2 separate regions of the Capra hircus genome follow, and region 2 is linked to region 1. A link is a contact called in public Hi-C data. All regions are on one chromosome and are shown on one strand. Each heading gives the region's core, a stretch centred on a gene start, on an enhancer-like site or on the middle of the called end of the contact. The rest is flanking DNA. Distances are from core to core; before and after follow the strand shown. Region 1 overlaps ITGB5 (integrin beta-5). Region 2 overlaps MUC13 (mucin-13).

Region 1 (4,338 bases), core at 1,224-3,723:
AAGGTGCTGAGATCCAGCTCCCAGGATAGCTGACGCAGGAGTGGGAGCAGAATGCAAGCCCTCCCCCCACATCTGACACCATCCCCCGTCTGTCTGGTCTCCTGCTAGTGTGTCTGGATTCTCAGTAAATACAAATCCTTGGGCCTTTTGGTATCAGTCTTAGAAGAATGGCATGAGAAAGGAAAGTATGCTACAGTAGCACTGTAAGGAAGACTTTTTTTTAAAAAAAACTGCCCTTTATAGCATTGCTTTCCGCTGTGTTAGCACAGAGAACAGGAGATCCATGAACGGCCAGGCCCCCCTGGAGGCTGGCACTCCCCATGCGCCTCCCTGCCCAGCAGGTGCACGCATGTGCCTGGCGCACACAATCCTCTGAGCCCAGCAGCCCCCCTGCCCTTGATGCCTGCAGAGCTTGGAGGGGAGGTCCGGGCCCTCCTCCCTTGGAGGCTGCGGAACGGACAGGTCCCCCCTGCACGGGGGACCAGGGGGACCCTTAGCCAGTTCTCCTTGTGATTAGGGCCTACTCTGTCTCCTGAGAGGCTGCAGATCCTCAAGTTCAGACTGTGGGTCCTTGAGCCATACTCGTGGTTTGGCCACCCTCAAGCTGCTTCATCCTTCCATGTGTCGTTTTCATCACTTGTGAGCAGGGGATGGTTGTAAGAATTCTGCGAGTTGACGCTGTAAAGCCTGACACGTTCGTAGTGAGTTCAGCGTTAGCTGCTGGCGCCCTTGGCCCCTGCTCCTGAATCGTCCGCTCTGGCCACAGCTCCGGAGTCAGCATCTCACTGAGACTCGGAGACTGTGCGTGTGTGCGTTTCCGTTGCGGCTGTGACAGGTTACCACAAATGGGTGACTGAAGAGGACTCCAGTGTGTTCTCTTACAGCTCTGGAGGTCAGAGTCTGCCATGGTTCTCCCTGGCTACAGTGTCGGCACCGGGAGGCCCACACTCCCTGCCAAGGCTCCAGGGAGGCCCTTCCCTCACCTTTGCCATCTCACAGAGCTGCGCTCCTTGCATTCCTGGCTCCTCGAGGCCGCCGCCTCTGTCTCCAGAGCTGGCAGCACAGCATCTTGCCCCTCCTGGCCGCGGCCACCAGCTTCTGCAGTCAGATCTCCCCTTGGCTTACTCCTACACGGAACCCTTGTGATGGCACTTAGGGTCCCAGGGTAATCTGGCAGACTCTCCTCTGTCTCAAAATCCTTCACTTTATCACATTGCAAAGTCTCCTTTGCTATAGGGGGTCACTGCCACAGGCCCTGGGGCTGTTCGTCACATTAACTGGGGAGACAGGAAGAAGTTCTCTGGGGCCTTGGGCCCGGGGCACAACTTGGCCAAGATCTGGACCGACTTGGAGCAGCGTCCAGTGCAGGCAGACCACAAGCGCCGCCTGGGCGCCCTACTGTCACCTTGTGGTGGCACCAGGCCCTCTGTCTGCCCGGTCAGAGTCTGAGGGCCCAGCCCGTGTCTCATTCTGTCACATCCCCAGGGCCCAGCACGTGGCAGGCGCCAGCTTGGTTGTGTGTTCGTGCGAGGGCACAGCCCGTGCCTCACTCTGTCGCATCCCCAGGGCCCAGCACGTGGCAGGCGCCAGCTTGGTTGTGTGTCCGTGCAGGCAGGCAGGCACTGATGTGCGGTGTGTGTCCTTTTAGGCCACGGCGAGTGTCACTGCGGAGAATGCAAGTGTCACGCGGGTTACATCGGGGACAACTGTAACTGCTCGACAGACATCAGCACATGCCAGGCCAGGGACGGCCACATCTGCAGCGACCGTGGGCACTGCGTCTGCGGGCAGTGCCAGTGCACAGAGCCAGGCGCCTTTGGGGAGACGTGTGAGAAGTGCCCAACCTGCCCTGATGCCTGCAGCACCAAGAGGTAAAGCCCCCACCCCAGCTTCTCCCGCAGACCATCCTGCCATCTGGCCAGTCAGCCTCCAGGGCCACCAGGCTCTCACTCCCCCTCTCCCACACCTTGCCCATGCAGCCTTGCAGGAGAATGAAACTCTTACTCACATGAACTAGAATAGGGCCTTTGAGGCTCTGGTTCCATGGAGACTTTGTAAAAACAAAACAAAACAACAAAAAGCAAGACTGTTATTCAAGTTTAGAAATTACCAGATTACTAGGTTAGATGATATTGAATTGATTTTGATACCAAAATAGCATCTTCTTGAGCCTTTAGTGTGTCACTGAGTATTTCAAAAGGACATTCAGCATGCATGTTTTTTCCAAATTAATTTGACCTTCCCCATTAACATCTCCCAGTGTTTCACAGGCCACCTTCCCTGTATAGAAACTACTGCTTTAAACAAAACATCATCAGAAGGTAAATTGGACAGGAGGGCACCCGACCTAGATAAGCCATGCCAGGAACAAACCGCAGTGGCTTTTGAATTTTCTGCTCCATTTGTACAGATAATGGAGCGAGTCTCCATGCTGCTGCTGAATGCAGAGATTGTCCAGATACAGGCTCCAGGCCTCCACTGACCCAGCCACAGGGTCACGTTCCCCAGTTGACCTCCTCGCAGCTCTGCCCTCCACATTCTGCCGGAGCACAAATGAGAGGGAATGAAAGAGAGCAGGGAGTTATGGCATCGGGAAAGCAAGAGTGACAGCTTGCCTTGATTTTGCTAGAGAAACAGCTGCGCCATCGTCATCCTTGTGCTGAGGGGCCAGGAGGGAGGGGCGCAGATAATCAGAAACAAGTAATAATACAGACGTTGTTTCCTTTTGGCTGGGAGATGCAACTGTGCAATTTTTTTTGGCAGATATCCCTTCCAAATGCCTGGCCCAGGCTCCTAATGAGAGGAGGTCATGATCCCCGAGTGGCTGGGGCTGCCGGTCAGTCTGAACTCAGAAACGTTCTGGGTGGCAGAGCCCCTGTCTGGACATTTGCCACAAATAATCCAGGCGTGGGTAATTGAAAGCTGGCCGCAGATGGAGAGACAAGACAGACAGGGCCAGATTTTATTTTGTGTAATTAGAGGGAAGCCAAGCAGAGTAAGGGAAGAGAAACACAGATCCACTGTAGACCTGCTGAGAGTGGAGAAATAGCAGAAATGCAAACGGAAACATCCCCGGGGAGGAGGTTAGGATCCTGGGGCCGGAGCCCACATAGCTGTGGCCATCTGAGCCTGGACTCTCGGCCATTATCAACATGCAACGCCTGAGGGAGGCACCCTCCCCCCAGCTCCCACCAGCAGAACCCTTCTGAGTCTGTGCTCCCAGACCTTGGGGCATGTGAGGCTGTTGGGAGGTGGGGATGAAGCTAGGACAATACGCGTGGAACCAATAAAAGCAGATAAAACCTGTTTCTTTGCCTTCCTCTGGAGCAGCAAAGCAATAAAGGGTTGGCTTAGGTCAGGTAAAAGGCGCTTGGGAAGACAGCCTTAGCTTTAAATGTTTAAAGCATTCATTTCTAAGAAGACATGGATTTTTTTTTTTGGTTGTTGTTATCCATTCAGCAACACCAAAGGAGCAAGGAGAGCAAAGAGGTGCCATCAAGGAACCTCAGTATTCCTTCTTGCTTGTCTCTGGGCCACACTGACACTGCCTTTTCACAGCCTTCTTGTAACTTAAAAAAAAACAAACAAAATGAAGTCCCTTTGATAGTGCCTCATTTCAGGCTGTTTCTCTGCTCACTGCTTTGCTGAGAACCACCAGGTTTCCAATGTCTTATGTCCGTTTCTTTTCCCCTCTGGTACTTCAGAGCAGGCAATCTCCACTTTCTAGAACTAACCAAACACACCCTTCACCTTGGGTGAGTTCATATTCAGCCTCAGCTGATTTCAATTAACAGACTCCCTGAGCAGAGTCTGTCTCAGCAGCTTGTTTGTTTAAAGGCCAGACTTATGTTAATACGTGACTACAATAAATCACAAGTTTCAACCCAGTGCGAGGAGCACACGGGTTAAACTGATTTGCCAGTGTGGATGATGAGGGAATGTTCCCTGGAAGCAGGCCTGTCGTTTCCTGACGACAGGGCCTGCAGGTGGAGGCCTCTGTGGTGAATCCTAGTGGAGACCGGAAGCAGACACCTTTCTTTGCGGTGTGTTAATTGTGGGGAGGGGGAGGGCAGCGGCATTAGTGTGAAGGACCAGAGCTGGAGCCATCCCTTCTTGGGGCCCAGCCCAGACTCTACCCGCCCACTGGGCTCTGGCCTCAGGGGAAATGCAGCAATTCCGACTTGTTTAACTCCAGAATGTTTCCATGAAGTCATTCCCGGGAGAGAGGAATTTTGTGGCCCATCCTGGGATGGTTGAATTCTTCAAACTATTAGAACCCTAGTAAGAGGGTCTTATCTGCTTTCTCTCCACGATCTACTTAGTCGCCCAGTCCTCCTC
Region 2 (4,338 bases), core at 564-3,063, 120 kb before region 1:
ATCGTCTCAATGAGGTATATGGGACAAAGTGTCCCTTTCTTGGGTCACAGCACCGTCAGCACTACACTCTGGTTTCCAAACACACCCAGCCTTTCCCAGGCAACAGAAGGAAAATAAGGCGAGACCTCTCTAATACCATTGACCTTTTATCATCAGAACTTTCTTCTGACTCTATAAGCTACACATGAGTCACTGAAGAAAATAGAACATGTGTAAGAGAGCAGAATAAAAAAATCACCCACAAAACCCACCACCCTGAAACAACCAACATTTTGGCATACATCCTTCTAGGTTTTTGGCTACTGTTTAAAATGAATTTTGTATCTTTTGTGCTTTAAAATTTTTTGTTGAGATTTGTTTTTGCTTAATACTATAAAGTGACATCAGTGTTAGTTGCTCAGTAGTGTCTGACTCTGTGACCCCATGGGTTGTTAGCCCGCCAGGCTCCTCTGTCCAGGGGAGTGGGTGGCCATTCCCTTCTCCAGGGGATCTTCCCAAGCCTGGGACTGAACCCAGGTCTCCTGCATTGTAGGCAGATTCTTCACCATCTGAGCCACCAGGGAAGCCTATAAAGTGACACAGCAACCATTTTCTGAGGTCATTAAAAACGCTCTGGGTAGTTTGGGTATTTCTGAGCATGCACCACTCATTCTCCTTGTTTGCCCTACAATAAACCTTTATCTGCTCAAAAAAAAAAAAAAAACCCGAAAAACCAAAACCAAAACAAAAAATATTTTGTTAGCAATATTTAACTCCATTGATATTGTCAAATATAATTTTCATCAAGTCACCCCTTCCCAGAATCTCTCTGCAAATAGCCTAACATCCCTGGTGGTCAGATGATGAAGAATATGCCTACAATGCAGGAGACCTGGGTTTGATCCCTGGGTTGGGAAGATCCCCTGGAGAAGGTCATGGCAACCCACTCCAGTATTCTTGTTTGGAGAATCCTATGGACAGAGGAGCCTGGTAGGCTACAGTCCATGGGGTCACAGAGTTGAACGTGACAGAGTGACTAACACAAGGACAAGGACACCTCACCTGAGCCTCCTGGGTTTTAAGTAGAAACATTATCTCTGCATGGTGTTTTTTCAGTTTGGTGCCTTAAGTGCCCTTTTTAAAAACTTAAGTAGGGTCCATTCATTCATTCTACATTTAGATAAAGTTCCCTCCATTAACAGGGATGGAATACTATCATCTATTCCATTCTAGATGTGCCAAGGGAGGAGCCACTCTGATTTAAAAAAATGAAAAGCTACTTTTTAAAAGTAGCATTTGGCTCATAGCTTATATTTTGGCAAATAGGTTTTCTTGCACTGTAATGTGAGAGGACAAATAGTTTTCATTCCTAAAATATTTTGTTTCTTCTTCTTTTTTTATTCCTTTTCACTCCATTTTGTTATTAACTCTTCCCCAGAGACTTGATTGCAAGGATGCCAAGCTGGGAACTGGGAACATGGCCTTCCCTTTCCCAGGGGGAGGGGGCCCAGGACATTCAGCTCCGGAGCAAGGCTGCCTCCTCCACGGAGAACCGGCTCACTGCCATGTCTCCAGGGCCCTCAGGGGCTGCAATAGAGCTGTGTCCCGGAACAGTCTTGGTTCTCAGTTCCCTCTTCCTGCTGCAGAGCCCGGTTTTGCTCTTAGCTCAGCCTTGGATTCATTTCTCCCGAAGCCCTCCAAGAATTAGAATTTCTTGCCCACTCTCAAGGGAAGGGAGCCTCTTCTCAGCCACCTTAGACAGGAGTGTTGTCACAGGGAGGAACTCTGTGGTGGGCTAGGCTGGCTATCAGGGTCAGCAGGCAAGTGGGTCGTCCTTTACAACACCCCAGGGCCTGAGAGTCACCCTTGGACCGCGCTGTGGCCTTCACGGATGCCTCTGGCCCTACCACCCACTCTAAGAGAGCAGCACTGTTGGTGACTGTGGGCCAGAAGGAAAGAATGGTCACGATCAGAGTTAACTGGCAGGGAGGCAAGTGCCTCCCTCGCCTCAAATCCTTCCACTTGGCACTGAATGCTTACATTTGAGGTCCTTGAGGGCTCGCAGCAGATCCTGGGAAACTTCTATTTTTCCTTGAGACCTTTATGCCGGAACTCGTCTTCTTCATTGAGGTGCTTCTATAGAATTGACTTTGCTTGAATGAAAAACTGTATTACAAATCATCCTTTTTCTTTAACTTTTACTATCATTTCCATAAGTAATTCAAAGGCACACTGACAAATACTAACATTATTAGCAAAATGTAATATGACAGGCAGAATTACTAATAGATGGTAATGTTGGATCAGGATAATATTCTGGTTTTGATGTTTACATGGAGCTTATGAGGTGAGTCAGGGAATCTACACTGAATGAAGTACTGAAGTATTACATCAGGTCTGTGGCTTATTCTTAAATGGTTCAGGAATGTTAACAGTTGGGAACTCTGGGTGACAGATGTATGGGAGCTTTGTGTAATTTTTTTTTTTTGTAACTTACATGTAAATTTGAAATTATTTTAAAAATTTACATATTGAAAAAAGAATATTAACATTTGCTTCAAGGAACTTGCCACCACTGTCAGATCCTAATTTCTGTTACCAATTAACAGGTTAAAGAACAAAGGCAGGGATGTAGAGGAAGAGACCTTGATTGAGAAGGACTCACACAATCTGAGACTCAAGGAGACTGGCTTTAGCAATCTAGGAGCAGAGGGGAGCATCTTCCCTAAGGTCAGGGTGAACCTGCCCAGAGACAGCCAGTCACAGAACCCCTACACAAGCCCCTACACCCTACCGGACTATTAGGTGAGTATTGTGTGCTTTCTATTTGCCTTTGTTAACTGAAATGCCCCAGGGCAGACTTGGGACCTGGCTACTATATCTGCAGCAGCCCTGGCTGCCCCGTAGACCTTTTTTTATTTTTCATCAGGAAGCTATTATAATTAGCCACCAGTGGGTCCCTAACAGTGACCATCTATGTGACTTTAGACACACCACTTAATTTCTCTCACCATCTATTTCCTCAGCTGTAAAAAGGGAAGCTTAATTCAGATGCCCTTAATGTCTCTTTAAATTATACATTTCTTGGGCTATAACTCCAGTGGTTGTGATAATTCCTAGGCTGCTGAAGGCCCTAGGACCCAACCTAGGTCTGGCCTGGGAAGGACTATTGGATGTAAGCATGGTTCTGTTTACATGGGTCCTTTCCAGCCAGCCCACATAAAGGCAAATCTCTCCTCTCCTCCCCACCCAGACCACAAGGCAACCTGGTCAATTTCTAAAGTAACAAGTGAGGCTGGTAATATTCTTTCCCTCCGGAGGACTTTCAAGGTGAATAGCTTGTTCTCCTGAGACTTGTGTTAGAGAATTGTAGCTGGCATTGCTCAGTGTGACCGAATGAAATACTGAAAGGAGAAAGCCTGTCAGAGGAGACTCCTGCAAGGAGTGACAAGACAGAAGGCAAAGGAGAAGGGGCCGGAGAAGAGGAGGGGGAAACAGAAGAGGCAAGGAGAAAAATGACTTGTTTAAAAGAGGAAGAGTGGGGAGAAAGAGGAAGAAGGAGGGGTGAGGCATCCCAGGAGAGAAGAAAAATAAAGAAGCTGAGGAGAAGGAGGACCTAGGAGGTTGAGGGAAGGGCCGGGGAAGGGGTCACAGCATCCCTGCTTCCCAGATTTGAGCTCAGCTTCTGCGGGTGGCCCGGGTGAGCAGGTCATCCTTTGAGAGTCTTAACGCACTTTGAATATTCTGGGAAAATCTGAATCGTTTTATTTTAAAATCTCATGGTTGATTTTCCTTTAATCATGGACTCTAAGTGTTTCATGTGTGCATGAAGGGGTGATTTGCACAAAGTGGGCCACCTGGGGTTGGACACAGGGTCTAGTCAGCAGTAGTCGAGAATGGATGTCCCATGGATGCCTGTTGGTCCTACATGAGGTGAACCTTCCGCTGAACTCACTTCAAGCCTCCCTTTCTCCACACTGGTGGAATGCTTACTTCAAGTATTGCCTCTGAAGAAAGGCCTTTAGTGGCTGAGTACGCATGGGATTTAGAATCTGACAGACCTGGTTTACAGTCTGGCCCTTCCTGCTCTGAGCTGTGTGATCTCTGACAGGTTATTTGACTTCTCTGGGTTAGTTTACTCATCTGTGAAATGCACTAAATGAAGCCTACTTCAGAGGATAAAGATCAAATAAGCCAAAGTGCATAAAGAGCTATTTGAATAATATTATTCAAATAATATTTAAAACAATGTTAATCACTTATGAAACTAAATTTTCTTATCCATTTCTGTTGGAATACTTTTCTAAGAGTTTCCCTTCCCTCTCTCATTTTGTCTAGAATTTTGTAAGAATTTGGATC

Evidence for each region. A called contact is a pair of places that touch in the nucleus more often than the background predicts.
Region 2: a contact with region 1 is called in a Hi-C map of liver, with 5 times the contacts expected there. The contact joins two enhancer-like sites. A contact is called at or near these places in 3 of 5 Hi-C or Micro-C datasets (blood and liver).

The regions. Positions count from the first base shown.
Region 1 is chr1:68,981,841-68,986,178 of ARS1.2, reverse strand. ITGB5 (integrin beta-5) reads left to right here. Exons shown (of 15, transcript XM_018045853.1): 11 at 1,649-1,871. Among named protein-coding and RNA genes, the nearest start is that of UMPS, 73 kb to the right of the region's middle. Within about 2 kb of position 2,473, at least 3 of the 5 cell types and tissues checked have an H3K27ac peak or open chromatin away from gene starts, as enhancers often do.
Region 2 is chr1:69,105,381-69,109,718 of ARS1.2, reverse strand. MUC13 (mucin-13) reads left to right here. Exons shown (of 12, transcript XM_005675237.3): 10 at 1-14; 11 at 2,589-2,784; 12 at 4,318-4,338. The coding sequence ends at 2,784. Among named protein-coding and RNA genes, the nearest start is that of ITGB5, 20 kb to the right of the region's middle. Within about 2 kb of position 1,813, at least 2 of the 5 cell types and tissues checked have an H3K27ac peak or open chromatin away from gene starts, as enhancers often do.